Regions from separate parts of the Mus musculus genome. Here region 1 is linked to region 2. Evidence: chromatin contacts called from public Micro-C data. All regions are on one chromosome and are shown on one strand. The core of a region is the stretch at or near the end of the contact, and the rest is flanking DNA. Distances in the headings are between cores, read along the strand shown. Region 1 overlaps Cep128 (centrosomal protein 128). Region 2 overlaps Cep128 (centrosomal protein 128).

Region 1 (5,510 bases), core at 2,197-4,696, 240 kb before region 2:
GGGGGGGGAACGGTGCAGAGTGCACCAGAGAGGTGAGAGACTCCCAGGACTCACAGGGACCTTTGATGAAATGCCCAACAGTAGGGTCAGTAGGGAGAGGGAACTTATAGAGCCCACCTCCAGCAGGAAGACAGGACATCAAGTGAGGGACGGATGGGCTTGCCATCCCACAGTCACACCTCTGATCTTTGGGGTTTTGCAGCATCTCAGTTCTCTAGCTTTAAGGAAACCCGTTCTTTCAGCACATGTGAAGGTGTTCTGTGAAGTCCCTGACTTTGCGTGGCAGCACTGGGATTTTACATTACCGATGCTTATTTCTGCTGTAAGTTGGGTATAGGGCTGACACTTTGTGTTCATGCCACATATTACTAGATCCAAAGGTATCATTGAAATCACGTGTATCTGCTCTTCTTCCCTGCTGTGCACCTTTCCATTATCAGTGATAACAAATCAGGCTGTCAGGAGGCTGTGTGTGGACCTCTATGCAGAACTGTCTGCAGGTAAGTGTTCAGTGCTGCTGAGTCTTTGGTAATGATGAAAAGTGTCTTTTGCTCTTGTTGACTGAACAACTGCCTGACCATAGCCTGAGAGTTTCTGTAAGTAGGATTAGTATCATCTCTGTGTTACAGGGTCGATGCTTCTGTCTACATCCTTCAGTGAATTTTTGCTAGGCCATCTGTTTATAAAATCCTTTTCCATCATTATCAATTAATATTTATTGGGCAGCTACTGAGTGCATAGTAATATTGTGCAAACAAAGAGCACTCAGCTACAGATAGCTTTATTCATCCATTCCGTCCTGTTTTATTTTTATTAGAAAGTAGTAAAAACCCAAAACCCCCAAACCAAAAGGCATAAAATAACATTCCTGGGGCCTCTGAACAATGGAAGATGTTGTGTGTTTACGGGCTTTTCTGTCCGCAGACAGATGAACCTTGAGAAATTCTAATTTCAATTTCCACAATTATCTATGATCTTCTGTTTGTCAACAGTTCTAGCTCAGTGGCCCCACTTAGAGCGTCAAATGGATATCACATTGCTCTGGTCCTCTGAGAAAAGCCGGGGTTGCTTTTTTGAGAGGAAACTACTCAGATGAAAACAGAGCCTCTGCTAAGAGCATTCTGCCTTCTGATTTTGAAGGAAATCCTGGAAAGTGCCTTGCTGGGCTCACATTTAACTTTACTTGCAAGTTTTTTATTAAGTAAAAGATTGCATAAAAATACAATCTGTTCCAGTAAAAGCAGTGGTCTTTCAGGGAATAATGCTTATTACCACTGTTGTTTTTGAATTAAAGACTTTAAAAGGCTTGCATGGCATTTCAGCCCACCAACTTCTTAAGCAGTAACGACGCATTTGTTTTGCAGATCTGCAAATTTATAAACAGTTGAAGGCTGAAATCCTGACACTGGTCAGGAGGGCGTTTAGTCTTGAATTATTTTCATAGTCATGGTAGTGGAGTTTTGCTGACTCATCCCAGATCTCTGGCCTAGTCCATCTTCCCCATGGCCTTTGGCTAAGGTGTTAGAGGTAAAGATTATGGCTGTGAGGCAAAGCAAAGCAAATTGGCATTCATGGTGACTGAACCCATGACCTTCTTTGGCCTCATTGGATCCAGGTGCCTCAAACAGTAACAGACTCCAATAATATATTTTGACTGGAGTTGAGAAGTTTCCCGAAGTTTGCTTAGGGAAAGTAGGTCAGAATAAATTCTGATGTATCCTACCACAATATTCCTTGTAAAGTCTCTTGGATTCCCAGCATAGTAAGCACCAGATCATACAAGAAAAGGAGATAATCAGATGGCATGGAGAGGCCCATTCCCAAAGCAAATCTCTGGGCTTTATGTTAGAAAACCGTAGACAACTTTAAGGCTCCTTGCTAAGGATTAGAATTATCATTAGATAATGTTTTACTTTTGATAACTTGAACTTAACCACTTGTAGTAGAGTCTACAATGACCATTAAAAGCCAGCTCCGGGCATGGTGGTGCATGCCTTTAATCCCAGCACTTGGGAGGCAGAGGCAGGTGGATTTCTGAGTTTGAGGCCAGCCTGGTCTACAAAGTGAGTTCCAGGAAAGCCAGGGCTATACAGAGAAACCCTGTCTCGGAAAAAAAAAAAAAAAAAAAAGCCAGCTCCTTGTGACTACTTATGTGCTTGCCTCTCACGTGAGGGAAGCCTACAGGTTCAACTGTCAGCAGGTTTTCCCCACCTTTTGAGCCCAAGCATCACTAGATAGCTCAGTCTGGCTTTGAACTTACAGACATCCACCTGCCTCTGCCTCCCAAGTGCTGGGATTAAAGGAATGTACCCCTGGGACCAGCAACTGTCAGGCCTATGAACTTGTGTCCTTTACACTGATAGCTCCCAGATGAGCAGGTGTCATGTCGGCATGTGTATTGGATCTCCTTGAGATTTTCATCATGCAGTCTCACCACCTTACCAAAACCAAACAGGGAGTTTGTTTGTTTTAGTTGTAGCTTTTAATGCAGGCTTTTCTTTCCCTGGTCATGGCTATAAAATAAACTGCTTTTTAACAGTTTAAAAAATCCATTTAGCTAGTTTTGAGTCGAAAACTTGTTTGTTTAGAGATTTAGAATATAAGTGTATTGTTTTTCTGACTTGATAGAAACCATTTTTTTGAGCATTAGTTTTTGTTGGCACAGATAATCTCCAACTGGGTGGACTTAAAGGCTAAGATTTTCCATGACTTGAGCTCCTTCTCGTGGGGAGCAATCTCTGACTTGATTTAGGAAAAAACAGCCTTTGGAAATTCGTGGAACTCGACGAACTAAAAATCTCCATTAATTTAAGCAAATCACATTCATTCTGAGCAACAGCGTCCTTGGGTTTCACAGAAAACTTTCTTCCAGTGTGCGTTAGTCCATTTGTTTGAGGCTTTGGAGTTGTATTTAGGCTTCTACAGAGAATTTCAGAGCTAGCCACCCAACTGTGTTCTTTTTTTTTTTCCAACTGTGTTCTTAAAAGAAAATTCAGTTTCTATCATAATATTTCATAAATCCTGTCTCCTTAATACAATTTCTTTTCAACAGGGAGTAAACAAATGTCCTCAAAGATATTGTTGACATTTATAATATACATAAATACCAACTTCTAACTTCAACTTATGTATCATGTGATCTGATTGGTATTGTAATCTCATTGTAATCTGGAAATCTTAAGGTATTTATTCTCTGACTTTTACTTCATCTTTATGTGGGAAATTTAAACATAAAAGTAGAGAAAGAGCATCTGTGCTCTGTTTCTCAGTGATGTGTTTTTATCTGAAAATAAAATACTGAAAAAAAAAAGGCTGACCGGACCGTTCATCCCTGCGAGCATAATGATTCTGACTCATGTTTCAGATGAGTCCGGAGGTCTTTTTCTTCCTGTTTTAGTTTTGCGGGTTTCCAAGTGAATCATTTCCACGTTCTTCCCTGTGACCAGAGGTATGCATTGTAACACTGCTGAGCATGAATCAGGACACGTGATGCTCATGGCTTTGCTCTGGGAATACCAGTGGCCCTGCCCATGAGAAAGTTAGCATGCAATCTTTCACTAAGGGTTCTAGTGCCATCATTATAACCAAGTTTGCTGGTCCCTTTGCAGCAGACACAAGGAGCCTGTAATTTCTATTTGTTCCACATATTTGAATGTGTCATCTATTAGAGACGCTTGGTAAACACGTTTATTGTGAAAGATGCGGGAGTTTCCACACACATTTTCCTTTTGCCTTTTCCTCCACTCACTAAAGGAAAGGTTGCGTTCTTGGTAATCCACAACAGTAAGTGTTTACATTCATCTGCTTCTAAAGAACTGTAATAGTGTTCAATGTGTTTGTCCTTGTAGTGCAAATAGCCACACTCAAGGAAAAAAGAAAAATTGTTGTTTTTAAAGATTTAAATGTGCCTCAGGGGCCCTCTATTAAGACTCTGTGGTATCCCTGTGATCTTAAAACTGTAAAAGACAATGACAGTTCTGGAGCAGGGCACACCATAGCTTTATGGCTAAGCGGCTCTAAGAAAACTAAGCTTAAAAGGGCAAAACAACACAGTTGTAGACATTCACCAGCAAGTGATCCTTTCTTTTCTTTTATAGCTGCTTTTACGAGGTCAGTTTTAATGTAATTCTGAGTTGCCTGGTCTAGTCAAAGGGAGACAGAAACCAGTGCAGGGGTTAGCCCCTTCAGAGAGGAAGTAGACGAGTTAACCCTTAGAGTGAATGCTTAACACAATAGCTCGTCATTTTGACTTGCCCATTCGTAAAATGTTTCTTTTTCAGTGTTAATCTGTTTTCAGAAGTTGAAGGCTGTTCCAATCCAGACTGAATGGTATAGACTTTTGTGACTTTTATGCTGAACTACCTAATGAAGAAGAATTGCTTTAATATTCAAGGTTAGAATATTGCCCCTGGGCTGATGTGTCTGCTGCCTCATGCTGCTGTAAAAGCAGAGATGATGTCTGAATGGGATGGCATTTCTTGATGTAACACAAGTGGGTCCTTTGCTCTGATGACTCCTCAGTGCCTCGTATGTGCACTTCTTCCTGAAACAATAGAATTAAAGGATCCCATTGCCTAAAATTTCTCAGACTTACACATCCTTACACCACAAGGGATATTAAAAAGGAAAGTATCAAATAAAGTTTTAGGCAGTAAGTAGACTTCAGCAGAAAACTATTATTTTTGAAAAGCGTTATTGTAAAGAGGTGATCAAGTGCTGAAACTTGAAGTGGATAAGAAAGAAGGAGTATAAGATTGCTTTATGTTCTTGGATGTTTGAGAGATGTAGATAGCCAGGCAGTGGTGGCGCACACCTTTAATCCCAGCACTTGGGAGGCGGAGGCAGAGGCAGGCGGGTTTCTGAGTTCAAGACCAGCCTGGTCTACAAAGTGAGTTCCAGGACAGCCAGGGCTACACAGAGAAACCCTGTCTCGAACCCCCCCCCCCCCCCAAAAAAAAAAAAGGAAGAAAGAGAGAAATAGATGTGTTTTAAAAAAAAATTAAACCTATTTGCATGGGTATTTGAATTTAAAAGACAGTTTTAGTTTCATAACTTGATTTAAGTTAAATTCATTTAGTTTTATACCAATGAGAATAATAAGTACTTACATTGATTACAAGACGAGACAAATGGAGTAAATATTCATTTGTGTGAGAATGAACATGACTGTTTCACATATTACCTGTTAAATGACAGTCTTTCTTTACAAGGCAGAGGCATCGATGTGTTAGAGATGGGTTATGAGTTTAGATGCTCAGAACATATCACTGGGATGGAAACAGATTGCTCTAAACAAATCAGGTAGGATTTAGAAGGTTGCCTAGTGTCACAAGCTACAGACAGACCAACACATACTTGACAAGACATATTGGAAGAGATAGGTGATTGGAGTTCCCTAGGGACTTAGAAAACATCATGTTTGATGGAGACTTGCTGAGTGTATTATATTCACTTACATAGTTGGACATAATTCTAGATCACTCATTAATTATTTTGATATAGTATGCCTT
Region 2 (5,437 bases), core at 2,176-4,675:
TATAGAACTCTACTCTTTTATTTTATAGTACGATGATATTAGTGTGTCAGTAAATGGCATGCAGTGTCTTAATATCTCGTATTTATTAATCAAGGAAGGTAGAAAACACTGCCTATGTGCCATCTTCTACCTTTATGACCCAATCTGGTTGAATAGATGTCCTTTTTATAAGAGAACCAATAGATTGGCCACAAGCACAGGCACACTTGGAAGACTTGTGCTCCCCGATAGTCAAGAGCCTCCTGCAGTCTACAGCTCCAAGTCTTGGGATGCCAGCACAAGAACAGTGTCCGTCTCATGGTGTCTCCACTAATTACAGTTAAGGTTGCTCCTTTGTCCTTCTGCTCTCCCCCTAGTGAGTGTAAACCCGTGTATTAGCTCTAGCCTAACATTAGAACCTACTTAAAAATACATACAGCAAAAATACATTCCCTTTTATTGTGTAATGAAATAAGTATAAAATTATGTAGAAATAACAGGTTTTGTTCAAACATTATTGCACTGTCACCCAGCAGCTTTTAGAGAAAAGGTTCAGGAGTGCTTGTGTGGCATGAGGGATTTTAAGGAGATGGCTCAGAAGAGGTCTCCAGTGGCTCTCGGAAGCTGCACATGAGATGGCCACGATAACTGAAAAGGGCTTATCACTTGTTTAGAGTTATTACTAAATCTCATTGTCAGCATATTGTCTTTCCCAGAACTGTTGAGATGACGGTTTGACTAACTTGTTCTTTTCAAGAATGGATATAGTAGGACTTAGGAGACTGAGACAGGAGGATTGCGATTTTGAGGCCAGCCTGGCATACATTACAGAAGAAATAAAGAGGAAAATAAGGAGAAAAAGGAGGGGGGCGGATTAGATTCCTTTGAAGTAGACTTGTATTACACACAATGCTTCATGTGAGCATGATTTGAAATTCAACACTAATGTTCTTTGTTTTTTACTTTAAATAAAATTAATAGCAATCTGCTTTTGGGAGTTGGGGGACTATTAAAATTAAGAACATATGCTAAAGTACAAGTACACATTTTGGTACCTAGAATTTGAAAAAAAAAAACTGTTGATATTTGATGCAGGCAGCTGAAAGAGATGTTTCTGTAGACAGTACAGTGTCCCTTTTGTTTTCAGACCTTGGAATTAAGAACAATCATTCTGCTCTCTGGACCTTTGCATCACTACCCACTCCTGGGTAAATGAGAAGAAATGCACTTCTCCATAGATTTCTCAATGACTTTCTCATTTCCATCCTTTAAGCATCATCTCAGATATTGTCTCTTTATTAGGACTAAACCTTCCCAGCCTATGCACAGCAAATCTCCATCCATATCACAGGCACGGTCCCTGCATACCCTCTTTATTTATATCTTTGCTATCCTTTGACAGACGAGCTCCACAAAGAAAGACAGACTTTATCTCCCTTATTGATCTTATGTCTAACATAGTGCCTATCCCAATAAATGTCTTCACATTGTGAATTAAGTACATACATTAGTGGAAATGAAGGAGTGGGAAAGAAAGGAAATAAGACATTGGAAGAAAATGAAAAAATAAAACTTGCTAAAAGGAATAAACAATGTCCTGAGAAATAGTCTGTAGTCTGAGCATTGCTCTATGCATGCCCAACTTGCAAAGAGAGTAGTAAAGATGTAAAATAAAATGGCACTCTTTCTCTTCTCCTCTTCTATCTCTGTTCTCTCCTCTCCCTGCCACCGGATGTGTGTGTGTGTGTGTGTGTGTGTGTGCGTGTGCGTATACATATCATCATATCCTCTCCAGAAACACACAATGTTCTCTGTCAAGTAGAAAGTAATTCTTAATATGTTCTCTGTCAAGTAGAAAGTAATTCTTAATAGACATCAACATCTTCCAGTAGCCACTCTGCTTGTCGAAAGGTCCAGATTCTAACTACCTGCAGTTGGGCCTGTCTCATGCTCGAGCTATGCACTGTATCGTGGAAAACACCATAGACAAGGCTTAAGCAACTCCCAGGTTAGGTTTCAGTAAAGCTTGGTTTAAGGACCCTGACATTTTGATTTCATACAACTTCACTCTCCTTTGGTTTATTTCAACCAAATAAAAATATAATGACTGCTGCAGTTCATGGTCCTGTGAAAACAGGTAACTGGCTGGATCTGGCTACTCTCCCGACTCCTGGACTAGCTTCATGGGAATCTAATGGGAAAATGTATTTTGAGAGATGAACTGGCACAGGGATGTTGGGAATAAGTCTGTCACTTCTATATAAGATAAAATTTCTGTTGGTAGAATTGGCAGAGAAGAAAAGTCTAATGTCATATGACGAGACCTCCCTAATCTAAAATCACTGAGCTGAGCATCCTGGATGTTCCATTACCTATAGTAAACGAGAGTCTGAGCAACACTCCTGGTAGCTGAGACTGCCCAGGGGTGGCCACTAAAAAGCCATCGTTCTGCATATTCCCTCTTTTCGTAGACCTGGGAACTGACAATCGTTTCTTTCAGTGCAGTTTTGTGAAATCAAGCCAACTTGTGCACATTACGTTAAATCCCGGTGTTCCTTACCATCCTGGAGGGGACAATGTTTCAAGTACTGATTTCTCTAGACTTTGTGGTTTTAAGTGCAATAAGGACTTACCTGGGGAACCATTTAAAAACACTGAATGATGTATTTTCTCTAAATGTAAGAATTCAAAAATTAGCTGGAAATTATGCTGTGTATTCATGTTATTTTTACCACTGTACTATTTTGAGTATTCCCAATAACTTTAAGATAAGAGAGCTCTCCTACTCTTTCCTAACTCCCATCTCTCTTAAACAGCCGAATCTGCTATTTAAACTTCCACCTTGGGAAGAAGCTAGTCAGACTACAGTGAATGCTCAGAGTGCAGCTCAGATGGAAGATAAAGCAGTTAAGTATTTCATAGCTAGGAATATTTAGGCTATTTAAGTTGAATAGCTGAAAACCGCATCTGCTTTATTGTTGGGCATACAGGATAACCCATCCCTCAGGTGTGCTTCCTACAGGGATGTATAAACAAGTTATTCATTTGTGGTTTTCCTCTATATCATTAGATATATGAAAACAGCCCAGCTACCCATTGGTTGCACAAGGGTAGGTAATCTGAGTTTAATTTTGTATCCGTTACCCACTTTTCTTCTGTGCCTCTCTGTGTGTATTAGGAAATACAGATTGATAATAGTGTTTTAATTAAAGCCAAACCAAATAGGAAGAAGAAAATGTGACACAAAGTCAGCCAAATAGTTTGTTTTAAAATGTCCAGCTCAGGTCTTGGCTATTCTCAGCTGCAGCCCCTCTGGCATGTAACACTGAGAGGTAGTTACACACAGCACCAGGTGGACAGAACATGACAACGCCCCGCAGAGGGTTGAGTCAATGACTCTGTGAGTAAACCAAGATGAGGATTGTTGGAATTGCACATAGATGAGCCATTTAACCACCAGGGTGGACTGTGTGGTTGTGCTATTTAAGACTGTGTCACACACATGGCAGCCTTACAATGATGAGGCTGTAATTCAGTCCTCAGGAGGAAGGAGCTTGGGCCAAAGGGTCCTGTGCTTAGATGGGGTTTCTTGTCATCATTTTCTTCCAAGAAGCTCAGGGAATGTGTGCCCTTGAGGGAAACAAAGGAGATGTCATCTGCAGGGCTCTCCTTGGCCCAGCTGTAATTGGAGGTCATCAGATTCATATCGCTGTTCTTTCTGAAAATATAAGACCACCCTAATATTTCCCACACATTTTGATGACACAAGCCTATTCATAAGCTGTGACATAGTCAACACTGCAATTTGACCTGTTCAGGCATCAGAGATTTTTTTTTTCTGCAAATGTGTGACTAGCTTCACATCTGGAGACCTGAATTCTGTGTTGTTAAGTGTAAATAAGTCCTTGAAAAAAATTATGATGTGTTGGGTTCTGAGTTGCTGGCTTTCTTCCTCTACTCCCCAACTGCTATTCTTGCATGTCTCTCTGGGAATAGTTTATCTTAGAAATCATATCAGCTGTCATTTACATTGCCTGGGCCATAGGCTTTATTTTATTCTGCTGATAATTTTCCCTGGTGCTGTAGCCCAGATGCCACACACTGAACACCACCTTTTCCCTCCTGCAAGTAGCCATTTCAGTGTGGAATTGGGCACTCCCAGGAGAAAGATAGTGCCATCTTTCACCTTCATTCTTCCTTTAAGGTACATTTTGTAGATTCCTACCTATTCACCCCATTACTTGTGTCTCTCTCTTCTTCTTTTTCTTTTTTCTTTTTCTTTCTTTCTTTTGTGTGTGTGTGTGTGTGTGTGTGTGTGTGTGTGTGTGTTTAGCTTTTTTTCTTTCTTTTATTGGATTTTTTAAATTTACATTTCTAATGTTATCCCCTTTCCAGGTCTCCCCTCCAGAAACTTCCTACCCCTCCCTCCTTCCCCTGCCTCAATGAGGGTGCTCCCCTACCCACCCACCCACTGCCGCCTTACTACCCTGGCCTTCCCTTACACTGGGGCATTGAACCCCCTCAGGCCCAAGGGCCACTCCTCCCACTGATGTTCAACAAGGCCATCCTCTGCCACATATGTGGCTGGAGCTATGTGTACTCTATTATTGGTGGTCCAGTCCCTGGGAGCTCCAGGGGGTCTGGACTGTTGACACTGTTGCTCCCTGCATGGGGCTGCAAACCCCCTCAGCTCCTTTAGTCCCTTCTCCAATTTCTCCATTGGGGACCCTGTGCTCAATCCAATGGTTGGCTTCAAGCATCCACTTCTGTATTTGTCAGGCTCTGGCAGAGCCTCTCAGGAGACAGCTCAAGTCAGCAAGCACCTCTGTCATCTGCAATAGTGTCCATGTTTGGTGACTGTAGATGGGATGGATCCCCAGGTGGGGCAGTCTCTGGCCGAACTTTCCTTCAGTCTCTGCTCCACACTTTGTCTCCACATTTGCTCCTGTGAGTGTTTTGTTACCTCTTCTAGGAAGCACTGAAGCATCCACACTTTGGTCTTCCTTCTTCTTGAGCTTCAGTTGGTCTGTGAATTGTATCTTGGGTATTCTGAACTTTTGGGCTAATATCTACTTATCAGTGAATGCATACAGTGTGTGTTCTTTCCTGACTGGGTTTCCTAACTCAGGATGATATTTTCAAGTTCCATCCATTTGCCTGTGAATGTCATGAAGTCATTGTTTTTAATAGCTGAGTAGTACTCCATTGTGTAAATGTACCACATTTTCTGTATCCATTCTTCTGTTGAGGGACATCTGGGTTCTTTCCAGCTTCTGGCTATTATAAATGTGGCTGCTATAAACATAGTAGGAGGAATTTTACAGTGATCCTTCATTTTCAAAGATAAAAGTCTTTTATTTTGAAGTGGAGTGAAAGAACTAATTATAGTATTAGTTTTATAGAGCTAAGTGGAGGAATTGGTAGCATCTTGAAACAAAACTCACCACCCTCCTTTCAG

Evidence for each region. A called contact is a pair of places that touch in the nucleus more often than the background predicts.
Region 1: a contact with region 2 is called in a Micro-C map of muscle stem cells, with 5 times the contacts expected there. The contact joins two enhancer-like sites. A contact is called at or near these places in 1 of 39 promoter capture datasets (hippocampal neurons), 1 of 15 datasets of contacts at CTCF or cohesin (pro-B cells), 14 of 484 Hi-C or Micro-C datasets (the C2C12 cell line, the G1E-ER4 cell line, the HL-1 cell line and 8 more) and 1 of 9 other capture datasets (liver).

What each region holds. Positions count from the first base shown.
Region 1 is chr12:91,303,892-91,309,401 of GRCm38.p6, reverse strand. The region is part of intron 10 of Cep128 (centrosomal protein 128); the gene reads left to right. Among named protein-coding and RNA genes, the nearest start is that of Cep128, 78 kb to the left of the region's middle. Within about 2 kb of position 3,446, at least 52 of the 459 cell types and tissues checked have an H3K27ac peak or open chromatin away from gene starts, as enhancers often do. A contact at or near this core is called in the C2C12 cell line and muscle stem cells, where this site is marked.
Region 2 is chr12:91,068,734-91,074,170 of GRCm38.p6, reverse strand. The region is part of intron 21 of Cep128 (centrosomal protein 128); the gene reads left to right. Among named protein-coding and RNA genes, the nearest start is that of 5430427M07Rik, 26 kb to the right of the region's middle. Within about 2 kb of position 3,425, at least 12 of the 459 cell types and tissues checked have an H3K27ac peak or open chromatin away from gene starts, as enhancers often do. A contact at or near this core is called in the C2C12 cell line and muscle stem cells, where this site is marked.